2 separate regions of the Sus scrofa genome follow, and region 2 is linked to region 1. Evidence: chromatin contacts called from public Hi-C data. All regions are on one chromosome and are shown on one strand. The core of a region is the stretch at or near the end of the contact, and the rest is flanking DNA. Distances in the headings are between cores, read along the strand shown.

Evidence for each region. A called contact is a pair of places that touch in the nucleus more often than the background predicts.
Region 2: a contact with region 1 is called in a Hi-C map of fetal liver, with 1.7 times the contacts expected there. The contact joins the enhancer-like site here to the promoter of ANKZF1 in region 1. A contact is called at or near these places in 3 of 5 promoter capture datasets (fetal liver, fetal skeletal muscle and liver), 2 of 47 Hi-C or Micro-C datasets (fetal liver and liver) and 2 of 2 datasets of contacts at active chromatin or transcription factors (alveolar macrophages and skeletal muscle).

The regions. Positions count from the first base shown.
Region 1 is chr15:121,261,972-121,267,110 of Sscrofa11.1, forward strand. ANKZF1 (ankyrin repeat and zinc finger domain-containing protein 1) reads left to right here and starts at 3,722. Exons shown (of 16, transcript XM_001925639.5): 1 at 3,722-3,858; 2 at 4,126-4,264; 3 at 4,267-4,302. The coding sequence starts at 4,156. ATG9A (autophagy related 9A) reads right to left here and starts at 1,959. Exons shown (of 14, transcript NM_001190275.1): 1 at 1,857-1,959; 2 at 1,692-1,735; 3 at 221-285. The coding sequence starts at 1,959.
Region 2 is chr15:121,332,357-121,336,870 of Sscrofa11.1, forward strand. It overlaps DNAJB2 (dnaJ homolog subfamily B member 2), which reads left to right. Exons shown (of 11, transcript XM_021074972.1): 11 at 3,514-3,571. The coding sequence ends at 3,556. It overlaps PTPRN (receptor-type tyrosine-protein phosphatase-like N), which reads right to left. Exons shown (of 24, transcript XM_003133669.4): 15 at 4,509-4,514; 16 at 4,264-4,411; 17 at 4,029-4,102; 18 at 3,713-3,790; 19 at 3,498-3,617; 20 at 2,599-2,765. Among named protein-coding and RNA genes, the nearest start is that of PTPRN, 15 kb to the right of the region's middle. Within about 2 kb of position 2,630, at least 9 of the 83 cell types and tissues checked have an H3K27ac peak or open chromatin away from gene starts, as enhancers often do. A contact at or near this core is called in fetal liver, where this site is marked.

The DNA.
Region 1 (5,139 bases), core at 2,472-4,971:
TTGGCGGAAGAGGGAAGCCTTGGAAGACTCCGTATCATGGAGATGAAACACATAAGGCTGCACATTCTGCTGCCACACCCAATCCTCAAACTATAAAGGTTTGTGAAGTTTTGAGCCCAAGACTGAGCTGCAGTGGCCATTTGGGCCAGGCGTGAGTGCAAAGAGAGCAAACGCTGAGACGCAGTCCTTTGCCACATCATCCATCCCTTCTTATACTTACATGAGCTCAAAGATCTCTCCGATGAGCATACAAGTGAAGCCATTCTTCTGGTGTAGATTATAAACGTGAAATTGTTAAAAAAAATATATAATAAAAGTGGTCAGGAGAGAGAGCAGTTAAGCACGAAGACTTTGCTGTCACATACCTGAGCTTAAGTCCTGGCCCTGTGATTTTCGGGCTGGTGACTCTGGCCAAGTTTCTTTTTTCTCTTTTGGCTGCCCGGAGGCATATGGAGTTCCCAGGCCAGGGATCGGATCTGAGCTGCAGTTGTGGCCTACACCGCAGCTGCGGCGATGCCGCATCCTTAATCCACTGTGCCAGCCCAGGGATCAAACTTTTGTCCCAGTGCTCCAGAGACACCACAGTCCCATTGTGCCTCGGTGGAAACTCCTGGCCAAGTTTCTTAACATAAGGTTTTTTGGTTGTTTGTTGTTTTGTTTTTGTCTTTTTGTCTTTTAGGGCCGCACTGGTGGCATATAGAGGTTCCTAGGCTAGGGGTCGAATTGGAGCTGTAGCCACCAGCCTATGCCAGAGCCACAGCAACAAGAGATCAGCCATATCTGTGACCTGCACCACAGTTCACGGCAACGCCAGAGCCTTAACCCACTGAGCAAGACCAGGGATCAAACCCGACTCCTCGTGGATGTTAGTCGGGTTCACTAACCCCTGAGCCATGATAGGAACTCCAACCTCTCTTAAGTTTTTGTCTGCAGTGGTATGTTGGGAATAATGGCAGCTGTCTCATGGGATTATTAGGTCTGAGAAAACGCATGTACAGTATTTAACACAGAGCTGACACACGACAAGTCAAAAGACATTATTACGGTTATTAGCATACCAGCAAAAAGGAGGATTATTACCCTTCGAGAGTTCCCTTATAAATTAATGCTACAAAGTGCAAGGCCTGTAGCTCTTGGTAAATGTGGGGTATTTTATTTTATTTTATCTTTGCTTTTTAGGGTTGTACCGACGGCATACGGAGGTTCTCAGGCTAGGGGTCAAATCAGGTTCCTAGTCCGATTTGTTTCCACTGTGCCAAGAAGGGAACTCCGGTATAGTTATTTATTTATTTATTTTTATTTTTAATATGGAGGTTCCCAGGCTAGGGATCCAATCAGAGCTGTAGCCACTGGCCTGTGCCAGAGCCACAGCAACGTGGGATCCGAGCCATGTCTGCAACCTACACTGCAGCTCACGGCAACGCCGGATCCTTAACCCACTGAGCAAGGGCAGGGACCGAACCCGCAACCTCGTGGTTCCCAGTCGGATTCGTTAACCACTGCGCCACGATGGGAACTCCCCCCGGTAGCGTTATTTATAACAATCGTTATTTCCCCAGCCTCTTGTAGGCTCAAGATGGGCTCCACTCTCCTTCTGGGATTAGAACCAAACCCACACCAGCTTCCCATCAGGGGTCTGGCTTCAAGAGGGACTAAAGGTCCCAAAGCTCCAATGCAGAGACAAAGGATATTCGGGAGAAGAAGAGGTCAAGGTTTTCAATGTGGTGCCAGGGTGCTGTGGGCACAGGAGCAGAGATGTCAGAACCCTCAAGGAATGTAAGCCCCTTCCTCACTCAGCCTTCATCCACCCACTCTCCCCCATGCCCCAGCTCTGGCTGTCACGTCCAGGAACTCACACTTGCTCCCCTCAGGGACGTGCACCAACAGGTCCTCCTCCCCAGGGGGTGAATCACTGTAAGAGGCCTCTAGGCGCTGGTATTCAGTGTCAAACTGCGCCATCACCACCACCCCCTGTCCACCTTGTCCACCTGTGGGTAATGAGGAAGAAGAGACTCAGGTTCAGATCCTGGTACTGTCTGTCTTCTCTGCCTGCTCAACCAGAAATAGGTGAGAAAGAATCCTTGGGCTTGGTCCCACTACCAGTCTTTTGGGATCAAAGGCAGAGGGAGAGGAGTGACCCAGGAGAGCAGCAAGCTCAGGGCTTGGGAGGGCTTCATTCCCAGAGCCTTTACTGAGCATCTACTGAGGTCTTGCTGGCCTGAAGCCAGACTCTGCCCCTCTGGGGGGTCTGTTTCATCCTCTGATATTCAGTGGAGAAAAGCCCCCCCCACCTCCTGGAGAAACCCTGATGTCCCAAGAGACTAGCAGTTTGGAAGCACTTTGTAAACAAAGGTCTGAGATAAGCACATGGCCCTACCAGCTCCATGGACAGTGTCTGCTCCACTTCAGCCCTCGGTGCCCTGGCTCTGCAGCTGCTGGAGGAGAAGGTGTCAGGCCCCAGAGTGGGGAGTGGGAATAGAAACAACCCCAACCCTCCCCTCCCCCCACCCCCACTAAGGGAGGCCAAGCACAGGACAGGGAGGCTGCAGTGGGAAAGAGGCACCCTTCCAGCCTAGGGCTGTGGGCACCTCCCCTGGCTCCACTGTACATGGCCACTCACTCAACTCTAGGATCCCAAGAAGTGGCTTAATGAACCTGTGGAAACTGAGTCTGTATAGGGCTGGACCCCTTGCCCCACCTCAGCCTCAGAAATTAGACAGATCTTTCAAGGTTCACAAAGCCCCAAAGCCAAAACCCAAGAAGAGAGTGTTTTTAAAAGAGGACCTTTATGTCAACTCCTGCCATTGCTTCCCCAGCACCAAAGACCCACTGGGCAAGCATTGCTCCCGGATGGGAAATCCTGACTGGGACAGTGTAGACCCAGATCCCGAGAGAACTGTGGGCTCCCTTGGTCTCTTGAGCCAGATGTGGTCTAGGTGCCACTCACCTAGTCAGTGCAGACCCTGAGGCCACCGAGAATGGCCCAGCCTGGCCCCCGTGGGATTCCCTGGGTTAGTGAGAACCTTGGGTCCAAAGAAGCTGACCAAGCCCTCAGGGAACTCACCACTTACTGGGTCAGTGTAGACCCAGGGCCCATTGAGCCCCTGCCAGTCGGGCCTGGGCTCAGGGGTTCCTGCGGACGTTGGAGGAATCGAGCCAGTCCGACAGCTAATTCCCCAGGTGGGCTGGGCTGTCTCCTGACACCCGGCTGCCACGACCCGAGCCCAGAGAGCCCCAGGATCGCCCGGCCCCAGGCCGAGGGCTCGGCTCCCAACAGCGGACAACCTCGCGCGCGGCCCCGCCGCTCGCGCGCGCCCTCCCCCCGCGCGCCCCCGCTATCAAAACATTCCGGCTGCGCGCCTCCGCCCCGCCCGCGGCGCCCCTTTCCCCGTTACCCGCCGCGAGCTCACTTAGGGCTCCACGGGCACCCCTGGCCAGGCCCGACCAAGACCGTGGGATTTCGGTAACCGGTCTCGCGTTTCACCTCCGGAACGGTGACCCGGGTGATTCCAGGGGCGCAGTCGGCTCCACTGGGCACGGCCGGGCCCGGAGCGCTAGGCCCCGGCGTCTGCCACTCACTGTCACCCGCAGGCAGCCTGACCAATGAACATGGGGGGTGGAGACACCACGGCCAATTGTCGGCATCTGGGGCGGGATTAAAGGCTAGAGGCGGGCCTTGGACCATCTGGGGACCAATAGTGCGCCCTACACGGGGCGGAGCTCAGGTCTAGGCGGTACCGTGTGTCCTCTCTGCTGCTCCGTAGTGACGAGATTGTTGTGGTGTTGCAGAAATCCGGGTTTCGAACTGTAGACGTCCATGCGGCTCGGCTCCCGGGGACCTTTGCTGCAGCTTCTGAGGTCTGAGACGAGTCCACGCGGTTTAGTCATTGCTGAAGCTCATGGCACGGGTAACGAGGAGCGGTTAGTTAAGGAACCTCAGTGATTTTAATTAACTCTGTTGGTTGCTCCCATTTCACTCCTGTGTGTTCCGAGACTGGCGGTTTGAGAAAGCGGGCTAAGATCGCATATTAACCCCAGGGCCGACTCCAAGTTACACAGACAGGAGACGCGGCAGCAGGATCATGCTTTGGGGAGCTCTGTATCTTAAGCGCCTTTCTGCTCCAGGAGCTGCTTCTAAGTAATCTCTGCTCAGCCATGTCGCCGGCTCCAGCTGCAGCTCAGGCTTCTGTGTCGATCTCCCTTTTTGACCTCAGCGCGGATGCTCCAGTCCTTCAGGGCCTGCGCCTGGTGAGCCACGCTCCTGGGAGGTTCTGGCCCAGACTCTGCGGACTTCCTGTCCAGGTATCTGGAAAGTGTTGGGGTGGACCCAGGAGGGACGTGATTGTGCTCTTTGGAGCTTATTGCTTCTCCAGGGAACACATTCTTATCGGCGTTTCCCAGCTTAGGAGCCCTTGTTGACATCTTCTGGATAAATTTATCAATTCTCAACTGCAGAATGCTTGCTTTTTACTTTCTTTTTTTGTCTTTTGAGGGCCACACCTGTGGCATATGGAGGTTCCCGGGCTAGGGGTCCAATCGGAGTTGTTGCTGCCAGCCTACGACAGAGCCACAGCAATGCCAGGTCGGAACCTCGTCTGTGACCTACCTACACCACAGCTCACGGCAACGCGGGATCCTTAACCCACTGAGCGAGGCCAGGGATGGAACCAGAAACCTCATGGTTCCTAGTCGGATTCCTTTCCACTGAGCCACCACGGGAACTCCTGCTTTTGACTTTTCCTTTTAAGCCGAAGTTCGTATATATGCTTTTTAACTATTATGAATTTAAAGCAATATTTGTACATGTAAAATTAAAGTCTATTTTCTGGTCAAAAAAAAAAAAATCAATCTCTGGAGTTCCAGCACAGGCTCCTGAATTGTCTCCAAACAAATCTCTTGCCATTTCTTTTCCTTTTTTTTTTGTCTTTTTGTCATTTTCTTGGGCCGCTCTGGCGGCATATGGAGGTTCCCAGACTAGGGGTCGAATCGGAGCTGTAGCCACCAGCCTACGCCAGAGCCACAGCAACGCGGTATCTGAACCGCGTCTGCAACCTACACCACAGCTCACAGCAATGCCGGATCGTTAACCCACTGAGCAAGGGCAGGGACCGAACCCGCAACCTCATGGTTCCTAGTCGG
Region 2 (4,514 bases), core at 1,380-3,879, 69 kb after region 1:
CAAGACAACCGCCCAGCTCTGCATGTTACGCTGCTGCCTGTCTCCCTGGGTAAGTCTTAGGTCAGCACAGGTGCTCTGCGGTCAGATCATATTCAGACTTGGGGTCCACCTGGACCTCAGATTCTGCTGCCCTGAGCACAGCTCAGCAAGAAGCAGGGGGTTTCTCTCTCTCAATGGCCTGGTCTAATCCTCCCTTGTCCCTTCTGAGCTTCCTATTTTGAGAGTCACTTGTAGAATCTTGATACGCCCAGTGGGCCAGGGTGAGGGGGGACCTTCTTGGGGTTATTAGAGCGTTTCTGGTCCTCCTGCGGGTTACAAGAGTGTCTAGTGGTCCTTCCATCTGGTCCCCCCAGGCTAGCAGGGGCCAGGTAGACTCCAATAGTTTTCCAGGAGACCACGTGGTTTTCTAGCACATTGGCTAGTACATCAGGGCTGGAGTGGAACAGAAGTTGCGACAATGGTTCCTGATCGTTTAATTATAATGACAATAAATGGTATTTAGACTTCATAGAGCCCTTGCTGTGTGCCAGGCACTTCAAGCAGATTTTCTAGACTTTATGCTGTTGACTTTTGTAACAACGCCCTAAAGTATGGGTCCTCATCCTCATTTCACAGGTAAGGAAACGGATGGAGGTCCAGGCCTTGCTCAGAGTCACTTTCTAGGACTTAAAAGTTATTTTATCTTCCCTCTGGTAGACCTTCACCAAACTGTATTTATTAAGCAGCAATTAATTTATGCTGGGTGTCTAATGCCAACTGAGTTTACATAATTCCAGCCTAAAGCACAGAAATACAACCTTTTGGCTTACCTGTGCAGCCTTAAAACAGGTCCATGCACTAGTTCTATAAAGATTTTTAAAATGGGGAAAATATAAAAGCTCTGATACCTGGTGTTGCTTTTGAGAAGGCTGTACCTCAGCCCTGGGGACCCCAGTTAGAAACCATTGTCCTGAGGCTCAGAAACTACCCCAGGTTCCCACCCACACTCTGCTCCTCTGCTCTTGGCCCAGTGCCTAGAGACCTCAGGCCAGCCTGGCAAGGGGCAGAAAAGCAGGAGGAGGCCACCGGGTGGGTGAGGCCCCTGCCATTTCTCAGCCACCTGTTGGGGGCCAGTGGGGGGCGTGCACAGGCAGGAGATGCTGGAAGCCTGGCCCAGTCATGGTTTCAGCGTCAGAACAGGTCAAGTCCCTCCATTAGCTTTTGGTTCCAGCCTCCACGTGGTTCCACTGAGTGCCCAAGAATCCAGAGATCCTTCTGGACTCCCTTTGATAGTAGTATCTGTCCCTTTCCTGAGTGTCCCCCCACCCACCAGCCCCTGGCTCTCCCGGCAGGCTTCAGGGTGGTGGTCCCTGGGCCCACACGTCCTCATGTCCTGTCCATGCAGCGGCCACACCTGCCAATGATCACTTTTGTGACTATGCAACTGGAGTGAGAATACTAGCTGCAGATCACAAAAATGACGCTGGCAGCTGTGAGAGAGAGAGAGGAGGGAGGGGACAGAGAGGGGAGACAGGCAGAGGGAGGGGGAGACAGAGAGACAGGCATACATAGGCAGAGGTGGGAGAGAGGTGAAGAGACGGAGCGGGAGAAGGGACAGAGAGAGGCACAGAGAGAAGGACATGAGGTTGGAGGGTAAGAGGGAGACAGACTGTGAGACAGTGATGGAGAAAGACGTGCTGGAGAGGGAGGGTGGGGGAGAGAGAAGAGGGAAGGAAAGGAGGGAAAGAGAAGCAGAGGGAGAGATGGAAAGAGGCAAAGAGTCACAGAGGGATAAAGAAGCGGGACGGCGGGTGGAGCGAGGGACCGCAAGGGGGCAGCAGACACAGGGATCAGTGTTGGACACCTGGAAGGCAGGCTGGTCAGGAGGAAACAGGAGGGGCCAAGGGGACCGAGAGAAGGAGAGAGTTAGAAATAAGGTGAGCCCTTCTTGTGGGGAAGGGTCTTATGGAGAAAGAAGGCGGAGTTCCCGTCCTGGCGCAGCGGAAACGTATCCGACTAGGAACCATGAGGTTGCGGGTTCGATCCCTGGCCTTGCTCAGTGGGTTAAGGATCTGGTGTTGCCGTGAGCTGTGGTGTAGGTCGCAGATGCGGCTCGGATCTGGCGTTGCTGTGGCTGTGGTGTAGGCCGGCGGCTACAGCTGCGATTAGACCCCTAGCCTGAGAACATCCATATGCTGCAGGTGCTGCCCCAGAAAAGACAAAAAAAAAAAAAAAAAAAAAAAAAAAAAAAGGGGGGGGGAAGAGGGCAAGAGAGGGAGGAGACAGAGAGCTGGATCACAGCGGTGGTGGAGAAATGGGCACAGCGAGACAATCCGTCAGTCTTGGTTTGGGTGGGAGGTGTGGGGGGTCTGGAAGGGAGCTCCAGGAAGTCAGAGTCAGTTCTGGTTTGAGGGTGTCTAGAAGGGGGCGTTGGTGGACCAGATGCCAAGGCTTCAGGTCAGACTAAAGGGCCTGACTAACATACCTGGGGCCCGTGGAGGAGCTGAGGGGCTGGGAGATCGTGGGACTCCCGACACCTCCAAGCCTGTGAGCCTCTCTTCCCGCTCTTCGGAGCCTCCCTTGGGGCCACCCCACCGCCCAGGCGCTGGGGATGCTCACCTGCGGAAGTCCAGCAAGGGCCGGGTGGAGGCCGGGGTGCCCTCTGCCGGCCAGCTGAGGAAGTGGAACTGCGTGAGCGTGCGCGTCTCCTGGGTCTGCACGTTCTTCAGGTAGAAGCTCCGCACCAGGAAGTCTTCGCACCAGATGTGCTCCGACACTAGGTTCACCTGCCGAGGAGGGGGAGCAGGTCTGAGCGGGCAGGGCCTCTCAAATCCTCCCACATCCTCCCGGCCTCCCAGGCCAGTCAAATTCTACATCCTCCAGGAAGCTTACCTGACCTCCTGCCCCAATAGTCCCAGCTGTCCCCCCCAAACCCTAGCTGTCTGTGTCACTGGGCTACTGCTCAGGACAACTGGGAGCTTTTCTATCTAGACACAACTATTGTGAGCTTTTTGATATCAGAGTTTCTCCTTCCTCTTCCGAACAGAATCTAGCTAAATGTCTGTGCTACACACACGATACGTTTTGATAAAATTCTGTACTTTTGATTTTCTTTCTTTAACCATAAATGAGACTAATTTTTAAAAAATTAAAAGAGCAGGCGTTCCCGTCATGGTGCAGAGGAAACGGATCCGACTAGGAACCATGAGGTTGCGGGTTCGATCCCTGGCCTTGCTCAGTGGGTTAAGGATCTGGCATTGCCGTGAGCTGTGGTGTAAGTCACAGATGCAGCTCAGATGCAGTGGTGCTGTGGGTGTAGTGTAGGTCAGCAGCTGTAGCTCCGATTTGACCCCTAGCCTGGGAACCTCCACGTGCTGCAGGTGTGGCCCTAAAACAAACAAAGTAGTCATGAAATGAATGTCTGTGTGTACACGTGGGTTTATGTACAGGCATATTCACATGTGTGAATGGTGTACCATCCGCTCTCCCCTCTCCCATTGACTCCTTGTCTCGCTGACCTCATACACATGGTAGAGGGAAGAGCCTTCATCTGGCCAGTAGCGGTCGCACTGCTTGACGCCATCCTCCACCAGCGGGGTCAGCATGACAATGACGGTGCAGCCACTCTCCCACACCATCTAGGGACAGAGACCCAGGTAAGCTCCATTCTAACCTCCTTGGCTGCCCATAAGGGCCCCTGATCCTGGGAGAAGCCCTCCCTCCAACAGCTCACCTGCCAGAAGTCTGCGATGGTGTGCGACAGCGGGCCCTGGGTGGCTATGTAGGCTGGCATCCGAGGGTCATGCTCAATCTGGGGGCAGGAAAGATACATCCTGAGCCAGAATGGGAATTGCCACTGTGGAGAGACTTGGTCAGAGGGAGCAGGCCGGGGGTCTGGGGGGTGCCTGAGAACCCCAGTTTCCATGCTAGGATATCAGGCCCACAATTCCAGGGCCTCGGGTGGGGTGGTGGTGACCCTTAAGGACATGGAGTCTATGGGGCCCGGATGAAAGCGGGGAGGAGGTGGGGGCTGGAGCCAGGCCACTCACAATGGGGCTGGCGTTGATGTAATCGCTCCGAGAAGGGCTGCTCTCCACCTTCAGCTTGATGCGAGCGTGGTCATCTGCACAGACCCCGCATCCCACCCCAGAGGCCCCTCCAGTCATTGGGGTCCTGGCACCTCTGCCGCTCAGCCTGAGCCAGGAGCCCAGTCCCTCCCCCAAGCCCATCAGAGCTCCCAGCAGACAGAGAGCTGGGCTGGGTGGGCCAGCAGAACTCACTCACAGGGCAGGAAGTCAGGGTGGCGGTTCTTTTTGATGTTGCCCTCCCCCTGGGCGGTGGCACAGCTGTTGGGCTCCGCTTGGTAGGCACACAGGGCCTGCCACTCTTTGGCCAAGCGGTCCCGGTTCCGCAGATGGTCCTCCATGTATGCCTGCAGGAACACCACAGCCTGGCGCTGGCCCCCCCCGACCTGCCATGTCCCTCCTGCCCTCCTGTCCCCTCACCCCACGCCCACACCCTCTCCTGACCAGAAT